Linked DNA regions of Sus scrofa: region 1 is linked to region 2. A link is a contact called in public HiChIP or PLAC-seq data. All regions are on one chromosome and are shown on one strand. The core of a region is the stretch at or near the end of the contact, and the rest is flanking DNA. Distances in the headings are between cores, read along the strand shown. Region 1 overlaps PDHX (pyruvate dehydrogenase protein X component, mitochondrial). Region 2 overlaps SLC1A2 (excitatory amino acid transporter 2).

Region 1 (6,405 bases), core at 3,013-5,512, 420 kb before region 2:
GACAAGTGACCTTTTAGAGGGCAGGTCAGTGGTATAACAGCAGTGGGATCAAGAAGTAGAGCTTTCAGAGTTCCCATCGTGGCGCAGTGGTTAACGAATCTGACTAGGAACCATGAGATTGCAGGTTCAATCCCTGGCCTTGCTCAGTGGGTTAAGGATCTGGCGTTGCTGTGAGCTGTGGTATAGGTTGCAGATGTAGCTCGGATCCTGCGTTGCTGTGGCTCTGGAGTAGGCCTGCACCTGCAGCTCTGATTCGACCCCTAGCCTGGGAATCTCCCTATGCCACAGGAGCGGCCCTAGAAAAGGCAAAAAGACAAAAAAAAAAGTAGAGCTTTCTTCCTTTGTCCCTTCTCTTTCTATATGCGCTTAACACATAGATGATGAACAAATAATAATCTTTTTTTGTTGTTGACGTTTTAGGGCCGCAGCTGCAGCACATGGAGGTTTCCAGGCTAGGGGTCTAATTGGAGCTGTAGCCGCCGGCCTACACCGCAGTCATAGCAACACCAGATCTGAGCCATGTCTGCGACCTACACCACAGCTTGTGGCAATGCCAGATCCTTAACCCACTGAGTGGGGCCAGGGATTGAACCTGTGTCTTCATGGATACCAGTCAGATTCGTTTCCTCTGAGCCACGACAGGAACTCCGAACAAATATCTTTTTTAAACCCACGTTGAGAGTTATCATGGGGTCTGACATTTCCTAATGAGGACTGAACGGTGTGATCTTGGTGGATACCCTAAGGAAGGACTGATAAAGAGTTATGTTGTTAATATCTTGCCATCTTTTTCCTCTTGTGACCCAGTCCTTTCCCTGTCCTTATTCCTTAGCTCCCTACCATTAAGAGAGTCGACCTTTTGTTTTCAAAAAATGACATATTGCAAAGGATTCTATGAGAAAAATGGACCCTTAAAGCATGCATTATTGAGAATTTTTGCCTTGTCTACTATTAAAGATAACTGTGTCTTAAGTAAACACTGAAGTGAGCTTTGGAAAAAAATGTCCTCATCTTATCTACAGAAATGTCATCTTTTGATAAGATTGACAAATTGCAGGCTTTGGCATAAGCTGCCCCCAAATACCTTCACACACATTCTTGAAATAATGAGGGACATCCTTCCTCCTTACCTTGCCAACTGAAAGCACGAGTAGAAAAGTCATTGCACAGTGGCTGGGGAGATGTCTTTGATCCATTGTATTTAGTTAGGAAGGAGATCCTAAGTGTTACGGTTGCTTTTTTTTTTGTTTTATTTTTTTCTTTTTGGCTATGCCCAAGGCATGTGGAAGTTCCCGTGTGAGGGATCATATCTATGCCACAGCAGTGACAACGCCGGATCCTTAAACCAGTGATCCACAAGGGCATTCCGTGGTTGCTGTTTTAATGTTGCATTAGCGCAAACATATTGCTTAGAATATATTTTGTGCAAAAGCATACATACTTTTTTTGCCTGTACATGTACTTTAAGAAAACAAGTGTCAGGGACACTGTTGGAAGCAGAACACACGTAGGTTCTTGGCCTGCAGCCTAACTTTTTTTGGTATATCTATGACTTAAATCATAGTTGTAGCTAATGTTCGTATTCATATAACAGCATCACAAATGTAGTAGACGTGGAGTTCCCGTTGTGGCTCAGTGTTTTATGAATCCGACTAGGCACCATGAGGTTGTAGGTTCGATCCCTGGCCTTGCTCAGTGGGTTAAGGATCCAGCGTTGCCGTGAGCTGTGGTGTAGGTTGCAGACGCGGCTCGGATCCTGCCTTGCTGTGGCTCTGGCGTAGGCTGGCACCTACAGCTCTGATTAGACCCCTAGCCTGGGAGCCTCCATATGCCGCAGGAGTGGCCCAAGAAAATGGCAAAAAGACGGGAAAAAAAAAAAGTGGTAGACATGACAGTTGTGTCTAGTGTGTTTTTGGTAATATTTCTTTTTAAAACTAATCCATAACACTCCCAAATGAATTAAAGGATATGGTAAAGAAGCCTCAAGTGAACAACCAAAAAATCCTGTGTCTTTCTGCGGAAGTGTATGGAACATGAGTTTTTCTCCTAATTTTTAGAGCTTTCTATGTCCACCTCCTTCTTCAAGGTTAGACTGATTAATCATTTAATGGACAGACATCATTAAAATCATTCTCTAAATTACAGACACTAAATTATGACTCTTACCGAACAGTAATTAACATTTCTGCTTTATGAGGTTTTATAACTGAAATCAACAGTAAAAGTTTACTGTGAACCCATAGACGTGTAGCCAAAATTGATTTTTCTACTTGTTTATGACTAATGACTCCTTACTTTTAAGGATGAACCTAAGCTGTCATTTCTTGATAAAACAGTAATAGTTATACTGATAGTGAAATGAAATGTGTCTTTTTAGTGTGACCAACCTTTTTTCAAGTTCATGTATTTAGGCATTATTTTAGATTTTCTAGTCTCCTCAAGTTTTCATTGTTTTGTTGTTGTTTATTTTTAACCAATCGCTGAGAGGTACACTAGGAATCCCTGTATAAGGAGATCAATGTATTTTGGATATGCCATTCTGATGTTCAACTTTAATTCAATTTAAAACTCAAATTAATAATAGATTTTGTTAGATGTAGTTAATTACCTTATATGATGAAAGGGAATTAGTAATGTTAGGTTGTAAGAGCTCTTAAAAGATAAATACTTTTTGTTGAGAGCATTTTTCTGAATCAGTAAAAGGCCTTATTTTACTCATTGCTTACACTTTTATCTCTGTGGCCGTGAATTGTATTGGCAGTCACTTACTTCACATGTAAATGTTATCACAGTTAACTGGAAAAATGCTTATAAATATCATAAGTAAATTAAAAATGAATTTCCAAACAGAAGTAAGGTTGTTTTCAAAAGCCTTAACAGAAGAGCCCTCCCTTAGACATTTAGTCTTTCTTTCTTTCTTTTTGAGATTTTAATTTTTTATTCTTTTTTTATAAAAATATAGTTGATTTACAATGTTTTGTCAGTTTCAGAGATATGCTCATTTAATTCTATACTAGCCTGTTCTTATGAGAAAAAATTACTCAACTCTGCCTTAGTTTATGTTTAATCTGCACACTTTGTGCATAGCTATTAGGAAGATAGCAGCAAATACGCAGGGTTTGGAGTTGGCCATACCTGGGTCTGTCCCAGCCCTGGCAGCTGGCAGCTGCCTGCCTCTCCAGCTTCATCTTTCAAACCCCTCCTCTGTGTTCACTGCACTCCTTCCACTCTGGCCTTCCTTCTGTTTTTAGAAGCCCTGATTTCCCTGCCTTTACACTTGTTATTCTCTACCTAGATACATGCTTTTCCCAACTCTTCTTGAGACTTGCGCCTTCAAGTCATTCCATAGAAGTATTCATTCTTAAGGCCTTCCCTCTCACCCACTACTCTCAATTTCAGTCTCATTCCTCTGCTTTGTTTTCTTCATAGCACATCACTATCGATTTGTTGACTTGATTAATATATGACTCCTATAGAATAACACTCCTTAATAGGAAGTGTTTTGCTTAACATTAGATCTACAACACTGGAATAGAGTGGGTGCTTGAGAAACCGACTTAGAAATGGAATTGAACCCTTTTGAGCCTCCTTCCTCATTTATACATTGGGAGTAATAAAACCTCCCTCACATGGCTTGTGTGAGATTACATCATTAACATAACCACCATACAGACACAAGAGGATCATTTTAACACTTTCATTCCTTGGTTCAGCACTTAGGGATTGAGGATGATGCAACATTTAAGATTTTTTTTTTTTTTTGTCAGCGTGACCTCTTACCTTAAATGTCAACTCTTTAATTTTGAAATGAGTAAGTTAGTTGCACTTAATGTTAGTTTATGCATTCCTTTCTGGATCTGACATAAAAAGCATGGACCCTCCTTCCTCAAAAATGTACCAGTACATATTGGGAAATCTCTCTAATGATACACACCCCTCCCCAGGCTAGAGCATTTCTGCCTGTGTCAGTTTTCTATTGCTGCATGACAAATTGCAACAAACTTACTAACTTCAAACAACACCCATTTATTATCTAATAGTTAATGGTGCTCTAGGTCAGAAGTCCTGGCCCAGCCTGGCTAGGTATTCTCCAGCTCTTGGTCTCACAAGGCTGAAATCAAGGTGTGGGCCAGAAGGTGAGACTCTTCCAGGCTCACATGGTTGTTGGCAGAATTCACTTCCTAGGACTGTGGCCCCTGTTTTCTCGCTAGCCGTAACCCAGGCATTATTCTCATCTCCTAAAGGCTGTCTTCAGGCCTTTGCCATTGCATCATCTCCATAGGCAGTTCATAAATAAACGCCTGTTTGCTTCTTCAATACAAGCAGGAGAATCTTTCTCCCTTCAAATTTCTTCTTTTTGGAGTTCTCGCTGTGGTGCCATGGGATCAGTAGTGTTTCTGAAGCGCTGGGATGCAGCTTCAGTCCCTGGCCCAGTTCAGGGGGTTAAGGATCCAGTGTTGCCACACCTGTAGTGTAGGTCATAGCCGTGGCTTGAATCTGATCCCCGGCGTGGGAGCTGCATTTGCCAAACAGCAGCCAAAAAAGGAAGAAGGGGAAAAAAGGCTTTCAAAATTTCTTCTTTCAGGACTTCCTGAAAGTTAAAGTGCTTATGTGATACGTTTGGCCCTTCCAGGATAGTTTGCCTTTTGATTAACTCACTGTCAACTGATTTTGGACCTTAATTATTCCTACAAAAATCCATCACCTTTGCCATGGGAGTGACTTCCAGCATATTCACAGGCCTACCCACACTCAGGGGATTATATGGAGTGTGTACACCAGGAACAGAAATACTGGGCCACCTTAGAATTCTGCCTACCGTGTGATAATACCAAATCATTAACTGTGTTTAAGAAATTTTAAAGATATAATTTGCCTTTAGATTTGTGTCACCCTGAAGTTGTTTTTAGATAATGTTAAACTTTTTTTATTAAAAAATTTAGATATATTTTAATGTAAAACATTTTTAAAGTATTTTTGAATTGTCGATTAAAATTTTCAAAAAAAAAAGCTGTTTTGTTTCAGAAAACACATGACCTTATACCCACTGTAATCTAGAATGGATTGAGAACTGGACATAGTAGTCTAATTATATCTTTTTAATGACCAAAATCACTTTTGTTTTACAGAGTTACGCAAAGGCAAGTCTGTTACTGGTTTAGTTATTTTTCATTCTAAATGATGCTGTGGGTTCTGTTTACTGCATTAGATTGTGGTGATAGCATTTAAGCAGAATTTTAAATGGCATAATTTCCTGGCCATATGCAAGCTAATTTGCACTAGAATAAACAATGATTTAGTAAATATCCTAATGAAAGTCATAGGTGCAGTAATCCTACTTTCTGAATGCTATGTGGAAATTACTTCACGAGTACAAAGAATGAGGATATAATTTAATTTATGAATTGCTCGTCTACCAAAAGACACCCCCTCAGAATAAAAGACTGATTTTCCTTTAAAAAATACCTGTCTACACCCAATACTTTGATAAAATTCTGTTTGTTCTTTGGTTTTTGAAATGTGCAAATTCTGTAGCCGTTGGACAATGTAAACCAGTAGAACAGGTGAGAGACAAGATTTTCTTGTGTAGCTCAAATAATCCGTTTGGCTTTATAGTTTGAACATCTATATGTTTCTTTATATTCTCTGCACATCTGGCCTCCACTTTCTGAAAGTTCTCCTGCATATTCTTGGTTTCTAATCATGGTTCTCTGATTCCCTTCTTATCTCCAGGGATGCTCTCAAACTGGTCCAGTTGAAAGAAATGGGCAAGATTACTGAATCCAGACCCAGCCCAGCCCTGCCAACTACTCCCACAGCACCTTTGCCCCCACAGGCCACAGCCACGCCATCCTATCCCCGGCCAATGATCCCTCCAGTCTCAATTCCTGGACAACCTAATGTAGCGGTAATGTCATCTGAGTGGATTGCTATTTTTCAGATTTAAGTGAAAGGGAAAATGAGAACTGTTACTGTATGTTTTACAAGTACTTCTGCCAGTCTGTTTTAATAGTAGCTGTAAGTGATAAAGACAAAAATACTCTAAATGTTTTGTTTTGCACATTTCTATGAACCAAGTTTGTTTGTAAAGTGCTGACTTCCAAATAGAATTATGATTCATTTTAAATTTGCTGCAAGTTCTACAACTTCAGTGCCATGTGTATGCTCTATAATCATGATAACTTTTCCTGTCCTTTTTTTCTTGGGTGTGATGCTAGTAATTGGTAGTTGATGCCAGCTCTGTTTTGTACATAGGGTTTTGCTTTGTTTTGTTTGACTAAGGGAATTGATAGTCTTACTGTGAAGCTCATCATTCTTTCCTTCTTGGATACATGCGGTGTAATAGCCCCTTTTTTGTTTTCAAATTACTCCATTTTTCCTGACTCCCTTTCTTAGTACCTTTTA
Region 2 (6,851 bases), core at 3,878-6,377:
GCAAGCACTTTTAATGACTTGGTCTCAACACCTTAACTTTGATCTGCCCAGATAATGAAGACAAATAGGATGGTTCTCCTAGTTTGAGTGTTAGGAAGATGTCACCTCCATAGAACTTGGGTACAAAATCCAGATGACCACAAGTGGAGCCAGGGAGGTGGCTGGGGTTGGGGGCAGGACTGGATCTTGAGACAAGAGGGTTAAGGAAGTGAGAAGCAGGGCTTGCACGATGCCAGCATGGAGAGAATGCCTTCGCCAGTTGTATGCAACTTGTACGAACATCTATTCCTACTTGGTATTAGATGGGATATTTAGTTCTTTCCATCTGCAGCAAAAAAGACAGAACAAAGGAGCCCCATCATGGCACAGTGGAAATGAATCTGACTAGGAACCATGAGGTTGTGGGTTCGATCCCTGGCCTCACTCAGTGGGTTAAGGATCCTGTGTTGCCATGAGCTGTGGTGTAGGTTGCAGATGCGGTTCTGCTCTGATGTTGCTGTGGCTCTGGTGCAGGCCGGCAGCTATGGCTCTGATTGGACCCCTAGCCTGGGACCCTCAAAAGACAGAGCAAAAAGGAAGAAGCCCGCCCAGAGTAGTCAGGAGCCACCTTTCACAAAAAGCACTTGGGAGAGGACCGATAACCCCTTAGAAACACAGGGTGAACTCTGCACAGTTACGAAGAGAAGGGTTGGAGGGTTTTGTTTTTCTTTTTGTTTTTGTTTATTTGTTTAACCTGAGCTCCAGTGGTGACAGCGCCAAGTCCTAACCACTAGACCACCAGGGAACTAACTCTCTCTGCAGTTACAGATAAAGACATCACAAGAACATTCTGCAATTTGTGTCAAGTCTCTGAAACAAAGCATGTGACCATTTCCACAGACTGACATGGGATGTTAAAGAGGACACAGGAAATAGGAAAAGCTGACACAGAAAAAAAAATTTTTTTTAAACAAGTGCAGGACAGAGACATTTCTCAGTCTATACACGGCTCACATTTTTGCCAGGAATTACACTTAACCACAGAGCCATCCTGTATCACGACTATAATTAATAGATACTGCAGTGAGGTCAATTTAAAAAGACAATTGCATTCATTCTCTCCATCTCCTGTCCCACCCCCAGTCACTGCACAATTGGGAAATATATGCCAAATTGATAAGTTTGTTCATCATTTGACCCAGCAATTCCACTTCTGGAAATCCACCCCAAAGCAATAATGAGATGGGTTTGCAGAGCTGTACCTACAAAGATGTTTATAACAGTGAAAAATTGGCAACAAGTATCTGACAACAGGAGACTGGTTTTGAAAGTTAGAATATATCCACAAAATGGAAACTACATAGTCATTAAAGTTTATAGATTTACTTATAAATAGATGTTCATAACACATTGCCAAGGCAAAAAATTAGTTTATAAGACAATCTGTAGGTCATGCTTCCACTTTTATTAAAAATGTATTGACATGTAAATATGCATAAGCTCCAAATGAAATATACCAATATTAAAGATTTTTATAGCTGGTTATGAGATAATAGGTATCATGGACTTTTTAGATCTTGTTTGTATCTAACCAGTATGGATTTCATGTATAATGAATAAACTTGTAATAGATAAACTCTCCAGTCTTCCAGAATGCTGTCTTCATATAGCTTATTCCTGCCACACATTATATAGAATATCCCTGAAAAGTCAGAATCCCATGGAAATTTTAACAGAGATAACATTACAAAGAAAAGGGGGGAAAAACATGTAAGTCTCTCTATTTGATTTTCCTTGAAGATAACCCTATAGTAATATTTTAGTGACCAGCTGGACACGACTTTTTGTGTTTTATTTGGAAGATAGAAGCATTCTTTCCTACAGCACACAGAGGCTCCTTTTACCCCCTAAACCAGCTCACCCAATAAAAGAGTAACATTCTGTCACATGATTTGGCCATCTACAGTGGCACTACCACACACCCATAAGATGTTTAAGATGGTTAATTATGATGATGGTTATACAACTGTAAATATAATAAAATTCATTGAGTTATTTTAAAAGGTGGTTTTAAGGTGCTGGAAAATCTTGAATCCTCAGTCGTTGGAGTTGATGGGGATAACGTCACAGAGGACATCACAGACCCTCGGTGTTAGAGGAAGCAACGCTCACCCACCCTCCTTCCAAATCTGGGCTGTCTTCCACGGTGCCCCTGCCTGACAGAAGTCTGACCTAGGCTGGATAGGCCTCCTGCCCCCAGCTCCCTGTCCAACATCGCCTGAAACAATCCATCTTATCCTTAGACACGTTCAGAACGCTTGAATGAGAAGGGAGCAGAAGGCTTCTAGCTTGGGGAGACCATCCTAGTACAGGATTGTGACACAATACAAAATAAATATTTGGTCTCTGTCCCTGATTCCTGGAGGGATCACAGCTCCCCAAATGGCAGGACTCTCCAGGGGGATAAGCGTGCCTTTTGTAGACCAATGAGAAGACTGGTGGCTGGGGATCCTGCCCCTTGGTAGCTTTCTTGGTCATCAGAAAGACCAAGGTACAATTAGAGGTTGGAACTTTCAGCCTCCCCTCTACCCTGACCCTGGGGGAGGGGAGGGGAGGGGAGCTGGAGAGTGAATTACTAACCAGTGGCTGGTGATTTGATCCATCGTGTCTACATAAGGAGACCCCCATAGAAATCCCTAAAGGATGGATGGCTTTGAGAGCTTCTGGGTTGGAAACACATCAAAGTGTGCCCTGAGGCGGGGAGGCAACATGCCTCCCCCCATACCTTGACCTGTGCCTCTCTTCCATTGGCTGTTCCTGAATTGCACGCTTTATAATAGGGTGAGTTCTATGAGTGGGTCTAGAGAATCATCAAACCTGAGGAGGGGGTTGTGGGAACTCCCAGAATTTATAGCCTGTCAATCAGAAGTATAACTTTGCCACGGGCACCTGCAGTCACGTGGGGGCAGTCTCTTGGGATGGAGCCCTTAACCTAAGGGGTCTGACACAAACTCCAGGCAGAAGGATCTGATTTGAATTGAATTGCAGGAAACCCATCTGGTGTCGGAGAGTGTGGTGGAAAAGGTGCCACGCATTTTGAGTCAAATGTGTTACAAGTAAAAACTAGTTCAAGGGTTAAAAGCACACAAAGAGAAAACTCTTCAAACGAATCTCCACTAGTGCAAATACCACCTCTACAAGAACAAAGAAGTCCAGGCCCTACTTTCTAATCTTATCACCTGTGGCTCTATGAGAAAGAATTAGCAAACACACTTGTGGGTACACACCAAGGTTAGCAACCTAATTTGCAAAGAGCCGGATGGGTAACCCCGCCTAAGTCCAGCAAACTGAAAGCAATACAGTCAGGCTATTGCAAGAAGAAGAAGACAGTCATTACAGGGTGTCCTCCAGGTCTCACGCACTCTACCAAGTGCTTCACCCACATCCTGCCTTAATCCTTCCCAAAGCCCTATCAGGTGGTGATATTGCCCCTACTGAACAGATAAAGAGTCTGAGAGGCCAATGAACTTCCCTGAAGCTATACTGTTAGTAAGCCGTGGACCAGGCAATTTTGCCTGAATATCAAACACATCCAAAGCATGAAAACAGATACACAACCACAATGCAATGCTGGCTCCAGAAGTTATTTTATGCAAAGCGTCTCATTGTCATAATAGTGCAATGCAAGAGACAGATATTTTCAAGGTTATCATTTTCATCATGTTCACTATCACCGTGAACAGCAGAAATTCACACGGCCCTGTGGATATGTGGCTTCCCTGCAGGACTAGCCACCTAATAGGTGGGGCCCGGTGTGAAATTAAAAGCCAAGGCCTCTGTTATTAAGAGTTTAAGGATGGTGATTGCAGAGCATGAAACCCAGGAAAAGCCCCTTCTGAGCCCAGGGCCCCAGGTGACTGCCCATCACACACCCATGAAACCAGCCCTGTTTCTCTTAAAGGAGGACTCAGAAATTCTTGTGGTAAAGAAATCACCCAGGGAACTTTTCAACTGATTTTCTTTCTTTCTTTCTTTCTTTTTTTTTTTTTCAGGGCTGAACCCACTGCACATGGACGTTCCCAGACTAGGGGTCGAATGAGAGCTGCAGCTGCTGGCCTACACCACAGCCACAGCCACACCAGATCCAAGCCTCATCGGCAACCTACACCATAGCCCACGGCATCACCGGATCCTTAACCCACTGAGCGAAGCCAGGGATCAAACCCGTGTCCTCATGGACATTAGTCGGGTTCATTACTACTGAGCCATGACAGGAACTCCTCGACGGCTTGCATTTATTTATTCCCTAAATACCCTGCAATTCTATGACACGAGAGACTCAAAGGTTAACCTAAAATGCCCCCGACTAGACACAAAAGTCACGGCTGCATGGAAGCATGATTTTCCTGCTCCTGGAAAACTCAGGAACCTTTCCCTGCCGTTGGCAGCTCAACAGTGAACAGAAACATCCTCTTTCAAGCAGCATATGGACACGTGGCTGAGTCCCCGACTCCTCCTCGGCCTCCTCCTGAGGGAGTGAGCCCGGTAACAAAAGCACAGCATTTTCATGCCTATTTTAATTTTGTTTCCTGCTTGCAACTGGGTTGGAACACAAGCTGGACTTTGGGGGGGCTGGTTAGTCATGTTGAAAAGAGGAGTATCTGTTTTCATGCTTCCATTCTTGCACTGTTTATTCTGGGGCCCTTCCAGCCCTTTCCAAATGTACTTTTCCAGCCCTCAAGTGTCTTTTTCCTCCCTCATTAAAGGTCTCCCTTCTTTCCCAGGGTTGCCCCTTCACTTTAAAAAGTCGGCCAAGAACCCAGACCCAACCAGGTTGGACATACCAAATCTTGTTCGAATCCCACGGATGACTCTCAGGAAGAAAGACCGGGAGGGTGAGGACCCAGGACCAGGGTGGTATTTGGTGGTGACAGCTGTCAACTGGCTCTCAACCTCAGGCCTGTCGTCCCAGGTGTGGCCTTGGGCTCCAGAGCCCCGGTCCCCTGGTTGTTTTAACAACTCCAGGTCACTTGGAATGTAAACAGTCAAAGCGGTTGGGTTTCTTTTCCCAAAGGGAGGTAACAGCTGGGGCTGGCCTGGGGATGCAGACAATTGCCCTCCAGCTCTCGATTCAGGGCAGCAGGAAAATCACCCTGGCCCTGCAGGTGGCCCATGGGAGGCTCCACAGCACCCCCTGCTGGACAAACTGTTGGGTCTGTCTGACCATTGAACAATTAATTACATGTGGATTGTGTGTGGAGATCTGGAGGTCACGTTCTTGGGGACTTACTGGGTGTCTTCAGAGGGAGAGAGAAAGCAAAGAAAGTAAAAACACAATCCACGGATGCTCCAACTAACAAAGAGTTCTAGACAGAGGAAATTAGAAAATATGGCATCTCTGCCCTGACTCTATTTTCACATTAAAAACAGCAGTTTGAATGCCCCAGTTCTGAATCTAGGAGGAATCTAGCATTTTCCATAAGGATGATGAGGGCACTTTCAGCTGAAGGTTTTCTCTCCTAAGGTTCAGAAAAGGGGTTCCAGAAACTGGCCCTTCATCCAATCATAGACTTCTTCCTAAATGGATCCACAAAAGAGGAAGATGCAAAATCAAAAAAAAAAAAAAAAAAAAAAAAAAGAATTCTTCCTAAGAGTCAAGGAAGAACATGCCACGCAGAGTCTTTATCCTCTTATCCCACCAGGACACAACAAGGACCCCTCCATATAGCCCGCTCCCAGAAACCTCCAGAAAACTCCACTTCAGGAAATACAGACATATCACACATTCTCATTTATATTGCCAGAAAATATACATACCAATGCCAAGTCATATTAAGACCCCTGGCTCTTTATTTTTCCCCTACCCCGACCACGATAGGAAGCCAGAGAAGAGAACTCTATTGGGAATGATTAACTACATTCAGAATCTCTGCAAACATTAAAAAGCATCAATTTACACCAATGTTGTCAGCTTCTGGTAACTTTTCCTACATCAGTTTCACAAGCAGTTGTACGTTGAGCCTTGGATTTATTCACTTATGTAATTTAAACATCATCTTTGACCCCCATCCTTCTTTGTGTCTGAATACCAAGTGCCTGCTAGCTTCTCCTTGTTTTCCTTCACAAGGAACAAGGAAAAGGACTAGAGAGACATCACGCTGAGAGGAAGCAGGTGGTTTGGGGGGGAAATGCAGGAAGAGGTGGCGAGTGGGCTCAAAAAAAGTCTTACCTGATTACCTTTGATTGCATTTTTTTGTTGTTGTTGTCTTTTTAGGGCCGCACCCAAGGCATATGGAGGCTCCCAGGCCAGGGGCTGAATCACCAGCCACCAGCCTACACCACAGCCACAGCAATGCAGGATCCGAGCCGCCTCTGCGACCTACACCACAGCTCACAGCAACACTGGATCCTTTACCCACTGAGCGAGGCTGGGATCAAACCGGCATCCTCACGGATACGAGTCGGGTTCATGAACCACTGAGCCACATGACTGCATTTTAAAATAACAGCAGCTATAAGAGTTTGTAACCTCTTCCAGACACCAGCATGGGACCATGACTGACTGTGACAAATACATTTTTGGCTTCCCAAGATGAGCTGCTGCCCAATTAATTATTCTTACAACCTACTTGAACCCTATCAGCCCTTTGCAGTTAAAAGGCTGGTTATTGACGGCTAGGCAGGAAAGTTCAGCTGAACTTTAAAGGAGGACTTGTTCCAGCAAGTGAAAGAACGTTTTTTTTTTTTTTTTTCAACTTTGGTCCAGCTGCCCCCTTAAAGCCATCCCCCTGTGCCCTCTATGTCCTTGCATGTCTCTTTCCCAAAGTAGACAATTCGATTATACCAACATACATCGCAATAATGATAAGTTG

Evidence for each region. HiChIP or PLAC-seq counts read pairs in DNA pulled down with a chosen protein or histone mark.
Region 1: an H3K27ac HiChIP or PLAC-seq map of alveolar macrophages shows a contact between it and region 2. The contact joins two enhancer-like sites. A contact is called at or near these places in 1 of 47 Hi-C or Micro-C datasets (liver) and 1 of 2 datasets of contacts at active chromatin or transcription factors (alveolar macrophages).

Annotation. Positions count from the first base shown.
Region 1 is chr2:26,040,953-26,047,357 of Sscrofa11.1, reverse strand. It overlaps PDHX (pyruvate dehydrogenase protein X component, mitochondrial), which reads left to right. Exons shown (of 13, transcript XM_003122869.4): 8 at 5,734-5,908. Among named protein-coding and RNA genes, the nearest start is that of MIR1343, 22 kb to the left of the region's middle. Within about 2 kb of position 4,262, at least 7 of the 83 cell types and tissues checked have an H3K27ac peak or open chromatin away from gene starts, as enhancers often do. A contact at or near this core is called in alveolar macrophages, where this site is marked.
Region 2 is chr2:25,618,442-25,625,292 of Sscrofa11.1, reverse strand. All of the region lies in intron 1 of SLC1A2 (excitatory amino acid transporter 2), which reads right to left. Among named protein-coding and RNA genes, the nearest start is that of SLC1A2, 18 kb to the right of the region's middle. Within about 2 kb of position 5,127, at least 3 of the 83 cell types and tissues checked have an H3K27ac peak or open chromatin away from gene starts, as enhancers often do. A contact at or near this core is called in alveolar macrophages, where this site is marked.